2 separate regions of the Gasterosteus aculeatus genome follow, and region 1 is linked to region 2. The links are chromatin contacts, called in public Hi-C maps. All regions are on one chromosome and are shown on one strand. The core of a region is the stretch at or near the end of the contact, and the rest is flanking DNA. Distances in the headings are between cores, read along the strand shown. Region 1 overlaps rnf220a (ring finger protein 220a). Region 2 overlaps slc6a9 (solute carrier family 6 member 9).

Evidence for each region. Hi-C and Micro-C count contacts between places; a contact is called where the count stands out from the background.
Region 1: a contact with region 2 is called in a Hi-C map of skeletal muscle, with 2.1 times the contacts expected there. The contact joins two enhancer-like sites. A contact is called at or near these places in 4 of 6 Hi-C or Micro-C datasets (skeletal muscle, tail fin and whole body).

The regions. Positions count from the first base shown.
Region 1 is chr3:5,365,151-5,370,332 of fGasAcu3.hap1.1, reverse strand. It overlaps rnf220a (ring finger protein 220a), which reads left to right. Exons shown (of 14, transcript XM_078098667.1): 14 at 1-176. Among protein-coding and RNA genes, the nearest start is that of klf17, 46 kb to the right of the region's middle. Within about 2 kb of position 2,407, at least 6 of the 9 cell types and tissues checked have open chromatin away from gene starts, as enhancers often do.
Region 2 is chr3:5,182,526-5,187,510 of fGasAcu3.hap1.1, reverse strand. slc6a9 (solute carrier family 6 member 9) reads left to right here. Exons shown (of 15, transcript XM_078098901.1): 7 at 935-1,067; 8 at 1,314-1,448; 9 at 1,543-1,646; 10 at 4,173-4,410. Among protein-coding and RNA genes, the nearest start is that of lrrc24, 21 kb to the right of the region's middle. Within about 2 kb of position 2,965, at least 6 of the 9 cell types and tissues checked have open chromatin away from gene starts, as enhancers often do.

The DNA.
Region 1 (5,182 bases), core at 1,158-3,657, 180 kb before region 2:
GAACTGGCAACGTCAGCAAACCCCGCAGCATTGACCCCCCCCCCCCCCTACGGCAGCAGCTGCAGCAGCAACCACGGTGGTGGTGCTTTGTGTTTGTAAAACTATGTATTCTGTGATGTCTGTATTGTTGTAAGAAATGCTGAAAAAAAATGAAAAAATAAAACTTCTCAAATACCGCGAGTGTTCTGGTGCGCGCGCACTCACCGAGTGAGTGGCTGTCAAAATAAGAGGAATGTTGCTGTGTTCACTGTAATAAAGCTGAAGAAGGTGGCCTTAATGTAGAAGACCCCTATTCCGTCCATGTGCATTTTTGATAGTTTGTGTTTTGTGTGTCATTTGTCTGAAAAGGCGCGTTTCGTGTCACATGAAATACAAGCACTCGGATCCGCATCCGGGCCCGTTCACCCGCCCCGTCGCGCGGCCCTGATGCGCGGCCCCGCGGCAGCAGGTGGTGACGTTACCGCAAAGTCCTGTAAGTGTTACCCGATGTTGTCTCATAAGTAAGTTATTTTAGGCTGGTACTTTTTCGTATGTTATCTATCTAATGTTACCGCAAAATAAAATGAAATATGACAGGACTTTAGCTCCTTTAGCTTAGCTTAACATTCCGCTCGCAGTTAGCATGTTCGCACTAAAAAAATACTACCAAATACAACGTAGACGTTTATGAATATACGTTAATACATCTTTTTACCCTCACATTGGCAAAGTACCGTGACGAGTAGCTCAATGAGACTTGCGCGTGGCCTGTGTGCGCGTGCGTGTGACCTGGTTTGCCTTCCTCCAATAGAGAAACTTGACGATCACAGCTGCGCCTCGTTGGGGCGCGCGGACACGCCGGCTGCCATGACGTCACGCTAGAGTCTCGGGCGACTCACGTACGGAATCACCGGACTCCTAAAGGGCCCCAAGCAGCTGTTTGATTCTGTTACAATTGTGATTTATTAATACCTGAAACGCGTTTATCCCTCCGCCCGCGGCCCTGCAGCTTCCACATGTGCAGCAAACATTCCACTTGACAAAGTAGTTCCTCGCATTGACAAAACCACCACGTTGATAAAAGCAGAGCCTGGATTTAATGAGTGGAGGTATGTTGGTCAAGTTCTGCGTCGAAATGGCAAGTGTACACAATTAGAGGTGTTATAGGCTCATGCAACATTTTATGAATATATTCTAACAGGCTGGAGTCACTTATGATTCCAATCATCAAAGAGTGTATTCAGTAATACGTTAGGAGTCACTAATGCAAGTAGAATATGTGCTGTAGTTTTAACAATTAAAATCATCACAACTGTTTTCCCTACAGAGCAGTGTGTGTGCGTTTGACACAAACTACATATTGATTCAGCCACCTTACTTACTGGATGGATGAAGACAATACGTGGCCAGTTCAGAGTGTGTGATTGTGTGTGTGTGTGTGTGTGTGCACGTCTGTTGTGTTTTGTGCCCGAGGTAGGAGGACATCAATCCAAGAGGCGCCTGCAGAAAGCGGCAGGAAATTGAACGAGTTGATAGAAGAACCCCCTGAAGGCTGCTTCAGAGTCATTAAGGCCATTTAGCCCCTCAGCTCGCTCCACCCAAAACCACAGGCACAAGATGATAAGTCCTTTGTGCGTATTCTATTGTATGCTTTAGATGAGCGAAAACGGGACTATTGTTACATAATACAAAGTTTGGAAATGGGAAAGGGAGCGGGTGCAATAAATGAGACATTTTTGAGACAAAATGTTTGACAAATATTATTGGCATTTTAAAGTTATTGAAAATAATGGCAGGACGCTTTTGTAAAAAAAAAATGAACATTGACAGCAAGCCAGTGGTATGCAAACTCCCTGTTGAGGTACGTGTATTTTCATTCTGAGCAATTGTATACTTTCTCCTCAATTCATTTGAAATGTTGCTGATTATACTTGACTACTTAATAGAAGTAACATGTTGAGTACTTTAACCATTTGTACCTTGGGGCATTGTTACAAGTGAAGACTTTTATTTACAATAATCAATATCATTACTCATATCAATATTAGGAAACAACCATTGTATGAGTAATTATATTGATCATTTATTTCCTCCTTGTAGCCCTGAGACGATTATGAGGGTTTGGTTCTGTGTTCGAGGCTCTCGTGGAGACATTTCCAGCCCTTTATGAACCCTTTCTGTTAGATGGCATTGAGTGCCGACCTTTCACAAGAGAATTACCCACAAGTCATCACGGGATTACATGGAGATGTAAAAAAGACGCTTAAGAGTTTAATGTGTGTTAAGTTTGGACTATTAGATTGACACAGAAGCATCAAAGATTGATAGATAGTTTCTTCAATTGTACGTCTTAGTTTTTGCATTGTCGTGGTGACAGGGTATGCTGCAGGGCGAGGGGGGGGGGCAAACCTGTCGTCCTGCAGGGACAATAACCTTCCACAGAGTGGCAGTGTTGGATAGCAAACAGACTCCCAGCGTCTCATAGATAAAAACAGTTATATCTTTATTAGATACAAATACGTGATATTTCCCATTAACATGTTAGTTTGGGTGAGTGGGGAGCACGGTCGTCCTCCAATCAGAGGGTTGTCGGTTCGATCCCAGGCTCTGCTAACCCGCATGTCGTTGTGTCATTGGGCAAGACACTTAACCCAACATTGCTCCTGTAGCTGCGACTACAGTGTGTGAATGGTAGTTACTGATGGCAGGTGTCACTGTGTATGGTTCTCCTGTCAGCAATGTATGAATGGGTGTGAATGGGTGAATGATGTCATGTAGTGTTAAAGCGCTTTGAGTGGTCAGAAGACTAGAAAAGCGCTATGCAAGTACAGTCCATTTACCATTTACCATTTTCTACTAAGAAATGTACTAGGTTATTCAAGATCAGTGATATGCAGATCAACGAGTGCTTGAAGTCAAGCTGTCAGACGTTGATACATTTCTGCTGAAGCTGAAAGTAGGAATACGAGTATCCGACAAACGTGGACAAAAAGGAGCCGGCTCATCTCATCCGTTTCATCTGCTCCTCCTGCCCCCTTCACCACCACTCCTTTCATCTTGGCAAGCCCCCCGGGGGAGAACACTGGCCCACTGTGTGTGTGTGTGTGTGTGTGTGTGTGTGTGTGTGTGTGGTTGAGTGAAGTAGGGAAAGAGGGGGGGGGGGGTCTCCAGGTCTTGCCACAGGTTCCCATATCTTGAAAGGGAGATGACAACATGAGATACTGGTGAAAAGCAGTAACAGTGGTTTGTGGAACACTAGTATGTGAGTGTTGAGGGTCTCCTCCCTCCTGACCCCCCCCCCGGCACTAGCAGAGTGCAGACGTTGTCCTCAGACCTCATTCTTCTGTGGGACGGACGTCCCCAATTTTACAGATATGGGTAGTCCCATCGTGAGCCGTACAGGAGCAGACCCCCGTTGTGTCCACGGAGGTGTGAGGGGGGGGGGGGCAGGTAGCGTGTGCACGGTGTTGTGAAGCATGGCCAATAATCACCTGTCCTTTACAGTCATTTCATGTAATAATACTTTTCCTTTTCACAGGATCGTACCATGATGAAATCATACATTGGGATATAGTGATGAACAACTATTTTTGTCTAAATAACAAGTATTAACTAAACTAAAATTTCTCCAAAAATCTGATAACAATTCTGCTGTGGGATGACATGTAGTTCATTGTTTACATGCATGAAAACACAGCCGGTCCATAGCTGAACGTAATTAGGTTTTCAAACTTTTTTCTTTCACTTCACTTGATATTCTTGTCTTATATTTGTCCTAAAGTCCTGAATAAAGGAGAAAATACAACAATTTTTCATGTATTGTAATCACACAGGAGGATGCAACGCGTGTGTTAGCTACGTTCTGAATACATTAGAAGAAATATTATGACTTCATAACCTGAACCTTCCTCTGACCATGATTGTAATATTAACATCTCATATTGTAAAATCAGTGAGACCCGTTAACATTAGAATTAGGGCACAACAAACCAATCGACTCCCTACCAGCACCAGAACCCACACAGACACATACAGACAACGGCGCCCACACAACGGTTAACAACGTCTACCAACGTGCTGCCCAGAACCAACCAGGAGCCCATTGCAGCGCTGCACGTGTGTGACGTCACAGCTGCTTCGCATCCTGCTCCGGCCCCGAGGGGAAGCAAGGCATGACCCGTGTTGACTGGGTGATCCACATGTCATGCTAAGCTAAGCGAGCTGTTGGCAGTGACGGGAGGAGCGCCGCCGGGTTCCGTTTCACGCTCACGCTGATGATGGTCACAAGATGGTCACTGCTGAAGGTCCGATGACCACAGCAGCCATGCTCTCATGCTACCGCATGTCATTTTACCTTCATGATGCCATAAAAGAAAGAAAAAACATTCTTTAAATACAACTTTCAATTCACCAGAATAAATGGCGCGAGTCATATTTTAACCGCGTTCCAGCTCATCGATGTCCTTTTTTCATCCGATTCGGCTTCGTTTGAACATTTCTCGTGCAACGAATGTCCTGCAAGGCAAACAGTTGTCATTCTGAAATAAGTTCCGCGCAACGCGTTTGGCACCAGCGAGCCTGTTTGCAGGCGTTACTAATCTCTCCAAAGCCCGACTGTAAGGTAATGATAGGGTTTGTTTGCATGGTGCTTTCTGTAATCCTCTAAGAGCTCAAGTAAAGATCAACAAAAGGCGATAGACAGCACACACACACAAACACACACACACACGACGAAGGAGGGAGTTCCTGGTTGTAGCTCTATTTGAGGAGGTTAAGTGTTGTCACAGGCTGAAAGGCGGAAGCGGTGTTTCTCAAAAAAAATAAAATAATAGTGATCGTAAAATCTGATTATCGTCAAGTGAAGATCCTGTAGTTGAAGGCTGCAGCCGACCTCTAGAGGTCGTCTTGTTACCTGCCGGCAAGAAGCAGAAAACAAACCTGTCCTTAAGGTCACGAGGTCGGTAGGTACGGCGGCTGGAAACGGGCCTCTGTGGGACCGTCTGGTGGGAGCCTCTTATCATGTTTGAATCAGCCGCTCCCTGTGACGGGCCGAGCGCATCCCATCACTATCTGTTACCCCTCTGTGAAGAGAAGACAAGAACTTTGCTCCGAAAAAACAGATTGGAGTCTTCAAACTGTCAAATACGAGACTTCAGAACAAATCGTGACAGTTGAAAATACAAACAACTTCTTGAGATTCCAC
Region 2 (4,985 bases), core at 1,716-4,215:
CTCGCTGGGCCTCGCGTTCTGTCCCCTCGCGTCTACACACACAAACATGAGACCGTTGTCCCACAGCTGGTGTCTCTACATTATCTTGTCCTAAACCTTTTGCCATCCCCAGTGTCATGATGACTCGTGTCTTTCCATATCTTTGCAACCTTGCCTAGTTGCCGTCTCACTATATCTGTCTATAATATCTCTTCTTCCCATCATACAACATACAATTTCAAAATGCTTGCGTAATAAACCCTAACGGCAAATACTTGGCACATCACTCGGCCCAAGATAATTAGCTATATTGTCGAGGCAGCTATTCATCTGTGCTTACTGCAATCATTTATCAGGCGTATGAGAAGATGCGTAGCTTTGCTTAATCACAAGAATATAACGCTTAGCCTCAATGATTCAGTTAGTATCACTTATGTAATAACACAGTGGTATTTGTGTAGTGGAGTTTTAAACATCATTTTTCAACTAGTCTGTCCAAACTTACGACTCTTTAGAAATTGATGGAATAGCACAGGAATATAGAAAAGGTTGCAAGATGTGACATTTTTAGATCAGAAAAGCATTGGAGAAAAGGTGCAGTTGAATTGAGACTTAAATGCCAGTTCTGACCGCAAGCCATTCACGAGATAATGGGATTCTTTATCATTATAGCACCACTCTGGGGTCAATGAGTTAATGAACCTTTTTTGGCTAAAGTCTTCACAAACACATTTAGAGGGGGAAATAAGAAAGGGGGCCCTAATTGGAGGCTTCTGCCTGCTGAAGAAATTCACCTTTGTTTCACTTTGTCAATGAGGGCTTATTTGGATAATTTATTTAGTTTGCTATTTGTTAAAAAGAAAAGGTAAAAGAAAAGGTACGGCCGAAGTCGGCTGAAAGTTCAAAGACCTGTAAATATGAAATAATCAAACACGTGAATTCCCCCCTTTCCCAGACACTACGTGTTGAACATCTCCGATGACATTGGGAACTTTGGAGAGGTCCGTCTCCCCATCCTGGGCTGCCTGGCCGTGTCCTGGTTTGTCGTCTTCCTCTGTCTCATCAGGGGCGTCAAATCCTCTGGAAAGGTTAGTCTCTCTCTCACTCGCACACACACACACACACACACACACACACACACACACACACACACACACACACACACACACACATACTAATAACACTCATTCATAGACATCAAGGCTTGGCCACATGTGAAAACAGACATAATACTCCCATAGCAAGTCTGTTTTCTTGACTGTTTTATCACTTGTACGTTTAGCCAAGGAAGGTTACTCATTTTAACTATTATGTGTGTGTGTGTTTGTGCGCAGGTGGTGTACTTCACAGCCACGTTCCCCTATGTCGTTCTGACCATCCTGTTCATCCGCGGCATCACCCTGGAAGGAGCCGTCAACGGCATCAAGTACTACCTGACTCCCCAGTGGCATAAGGTCCTCGATGCAAAGGTATCCGCTCAAACACACACACACACACACAGCTGACGGGCTGCGGGATTCTTTGTTCTACTTCTGACGGGTTGTTGGGTTCCGGCCTTTGTAGGTGTGGGGAGACGCGGCGTCACAGATCTTCTACTCCCTGGGCTGTGCATGGGGGGGGCTCATTACCATGGCCTCCTACAACAAGTTCCACAACAACTGCTTCAGGTGGGTTCTCCAGACGGTGGATTAACGGGAACAACCTTTGCCGCTTCGACGCCACCTCGAAGAAATTGCGCTTTGGGAAGAAGCACTTGATGCTGAAAGTTTGACGACAAGATCGACACCACTTCTCACACAACAAATACAAAAGTGTGAGAACAATGTTGTTGTGGTTTTACGGGAGGTTATGCCACTGTTATCACTAGCAACTAGAGGAAACTCCTGTAAGTTATTACTCCCAGCTAAGAAACTATCTGGTTCATTAAAATTAAAATGCTGTCCGGCTTTTCATGTTCTGGTATTTGCTGCATATGATGGTTTCCAACTTGAATAATCGATTAACTCGAAAGTCAAAAGTTTTTACCCCCCAAAATATGCTGACGCTGCTTTTTATTTAAGGAAAGTATAAAAGCAATTTATTCAGATTAATAACATTAATTGTTTGGCTTCATAAAAAATGACGTCAGATCTTCATTTGAAAACAACAAATGTAGCTTGTTAATTCGGCTTCGTTGGTGGTGGGAAGATTTTTTTTAACCTTAAGAGAGACTTAAACTCGAACTGTGACTTCAAGTAACCCAGAAAGTAATCTAGGCACTGTTTTCTAATGTGGATTAGGTAATGACAATCAAATTGTGCAAATAGTTGCACAATTATCGAGGACTGGCAGAATGATTTGTCCATTGCAGGGCCGGCTTTGTGGAGACAAAGACACACTTCTACACTGATGCTGACAGAGATTTCTTTGTCTGTACGTTGCTGTAGTCCTTTGCCTTTTTACGTGGTCGGCTTTACAGAAACAAAGAGGATGTTTGAGCAACACAGACCAACGTCTTACTAATTGCACTAATCAGGGAAGCACAAGGAGTCGGAGAAGAGGAGCAGATAGAAAGTTGAGATAAACCACATTGTTTCAGTACAGAGGGACGAGAGAACCAGCAAGAGACGGAGTGAGTCAGGGCAAAAGCTCTTAAAAGAGAAGGTGAGATAACGTAAGACGGGATGAGGGACGGAGATACGTTTTTTTGGACTTATGTTAAGAGGCTGGTTTCACTTCACGCTTGAATGCAAAGGGAGCGAGGAAAGGGGGCAGGAAACGGTTCAAAGGGGGGGAGGCGATAAGGAGAGGAAAAGATGTCATTTATTCTCTTGAGCCTGTCCACACATGCTGACGGAGCGAGGGCCGCTGGGGCGGGATGCACGAGCGGAGCGGTTGAAGATATATTTGTCCCTCTGCCAGCAGCTCGAAAGTTGTGCTATCTGTGCACACAGCTGTGTGGCGGTCTAATCAGCTTGCGTTCTGCAGGCCCGTGCCTGTGGACGCACCCTCTGCCCCCCTGCAACACCCCCACCAGCCGGTGCACGAGCCGAAGTGCAGGGAGTCGGGGGGGATCGGAGGCATCTTCTGTGAATGGGGAATGTGAGCAAACAGAGCCAAGTCTGAGTCGGGCTGATTGGAGATCGGCAGCATGCAGCTCAGACTGCTGCTTCTCAGGACAAAGACTGCTAGGCATCTTCATGGGAAGAAATGGACCAGAGCCCATTGGCACCTTTTAGCATTGATCTTTGGCCTCTGCCTCGTCTTCATCCCTGTCAAAATCCTCTCGAGGAGCAACACATCTTGATTGGAAAATTAAGCTTATGCCTGAAATATTGATATCATCATGTGTGGGTTTAGTGAACATGGAAAGATACATGATTGATGGAGGTTTGGGAGGCTGGTCAGGTGTTTCTGACCTTTGTAGTCGGTTGCTGAAACACCACCACCTCATCGCTAGGGGTGTAACTGGATCTATACATTGAATCAGGGATCAACAATCCAACATCGTTGACGTGGTGAAAACATCAATGCGGGTCATCATCTTCAAGATGAGCCTCCACACGCCTGGGACAGCAGTTTGCTTCTTTGCGCACCTCCTCCCCTATCATGACCAGGCATAACTGTCTATTTAATCGGCAGTCTATTTAAATGTAACTGATTAGGTTATACAATATTGTCTAATATTGTCTCAATTGAGTGAAATCAAAATTTGCATTCTATTTGTATGGATTGAAATTGTATCGCAATGAAACTTATGATTTACACCCATATGGATTAAGGCGACTGAATTATCATGCGTTTATTTTTCGTCAATAGTTGGGTAGCAAACTTACAACTCAGACCCCCCTTAATTAACCATCACTAAATTTGGCTCCCTTCTCACTTCGCACCTCCTTCTAATTTAGTAATTAACATATGAAGTAAACTCTCGATGTTCGGTGTATCGTTCAATGAAGGTGGTGAGTAAAGATGTACTCATAAATAGCCTTTGAATAGCCTCATAGTTAATTAGGACATGTGGCGTGATCTATGGAAAAGTACCACTGTGTGTTTTCTCTTATCCTGAACCTTCAGTAAACGGTGATTCCACTTAATGGCCAACTTGTAGTTCCTTCTCTTCTCTTCATCACTTAATGGCCAACTTGTAGTTCCTTCTCTTCTCTTCATCACTTAATGGCCAACATGTAGTTCCTTCTCTTCTCTTCGTACAGAGACAGCATCATAATCAGCATAACCAACTGTGCAACCAGCGTGTATGCCGGCTTTGTCATATTCTCGATCCTGGGCTTCATGGCCCACAACCTGAACGTCCCCGTGTCGGAGGTGGCCGACCACGGGCCGGGCTTGGCCTTCGTCGCCTATCCAGAAGCCCTCACTCTGCTGCCCATCTCACCGCTCTGGTCACTGCTCTTCTTCTTCATGCTCATCCTCCTGGGACTGGGGACTCAGGTGAGGCTGGGAAACCGTCCAACCATACTTTTGACCAGTAGCCTACTGTGTGTTTACTAGTAGTAGCTTACTAGTAAGAGTGAGGGATTACATTTAACTCTGCGTTGACCCAATTTCCTTTGCTTTTTGTGACGGTAATAAGGCATTTGTGGTCCTTCCATGAGGAAGAAGGAAGCGAGAGAGCAGTGATTAGGAGTTAGCGTTCGTCAAAGATGCAGAGAACATTGCAATCCTCCGTAACCTTTTGCTTTCAACTTTGATAAATCAAATGGACCTTCGGACTGCAAAAAACCTGCGAAACAAAGAACTGCTCCATGAGCGTAGGTTCTGCTTTGTGTGTAGGGCTTCTAAGACAATGTGAACGTCATTGTCCTTTTAAAATTGGTAGCATGCTAACATTAGCGTTTAGCTAAAAGCACCACTTCTAACTGGCTTGTAGACTATTATTATATTGTGTATATATATATATATATATATATATATATATATATATATATATATATATAATTATATTATATTACCATTAGCTGGTAAATATAAAAGCCCTTTTATTCTTGACAATCTACTTTAGTGCT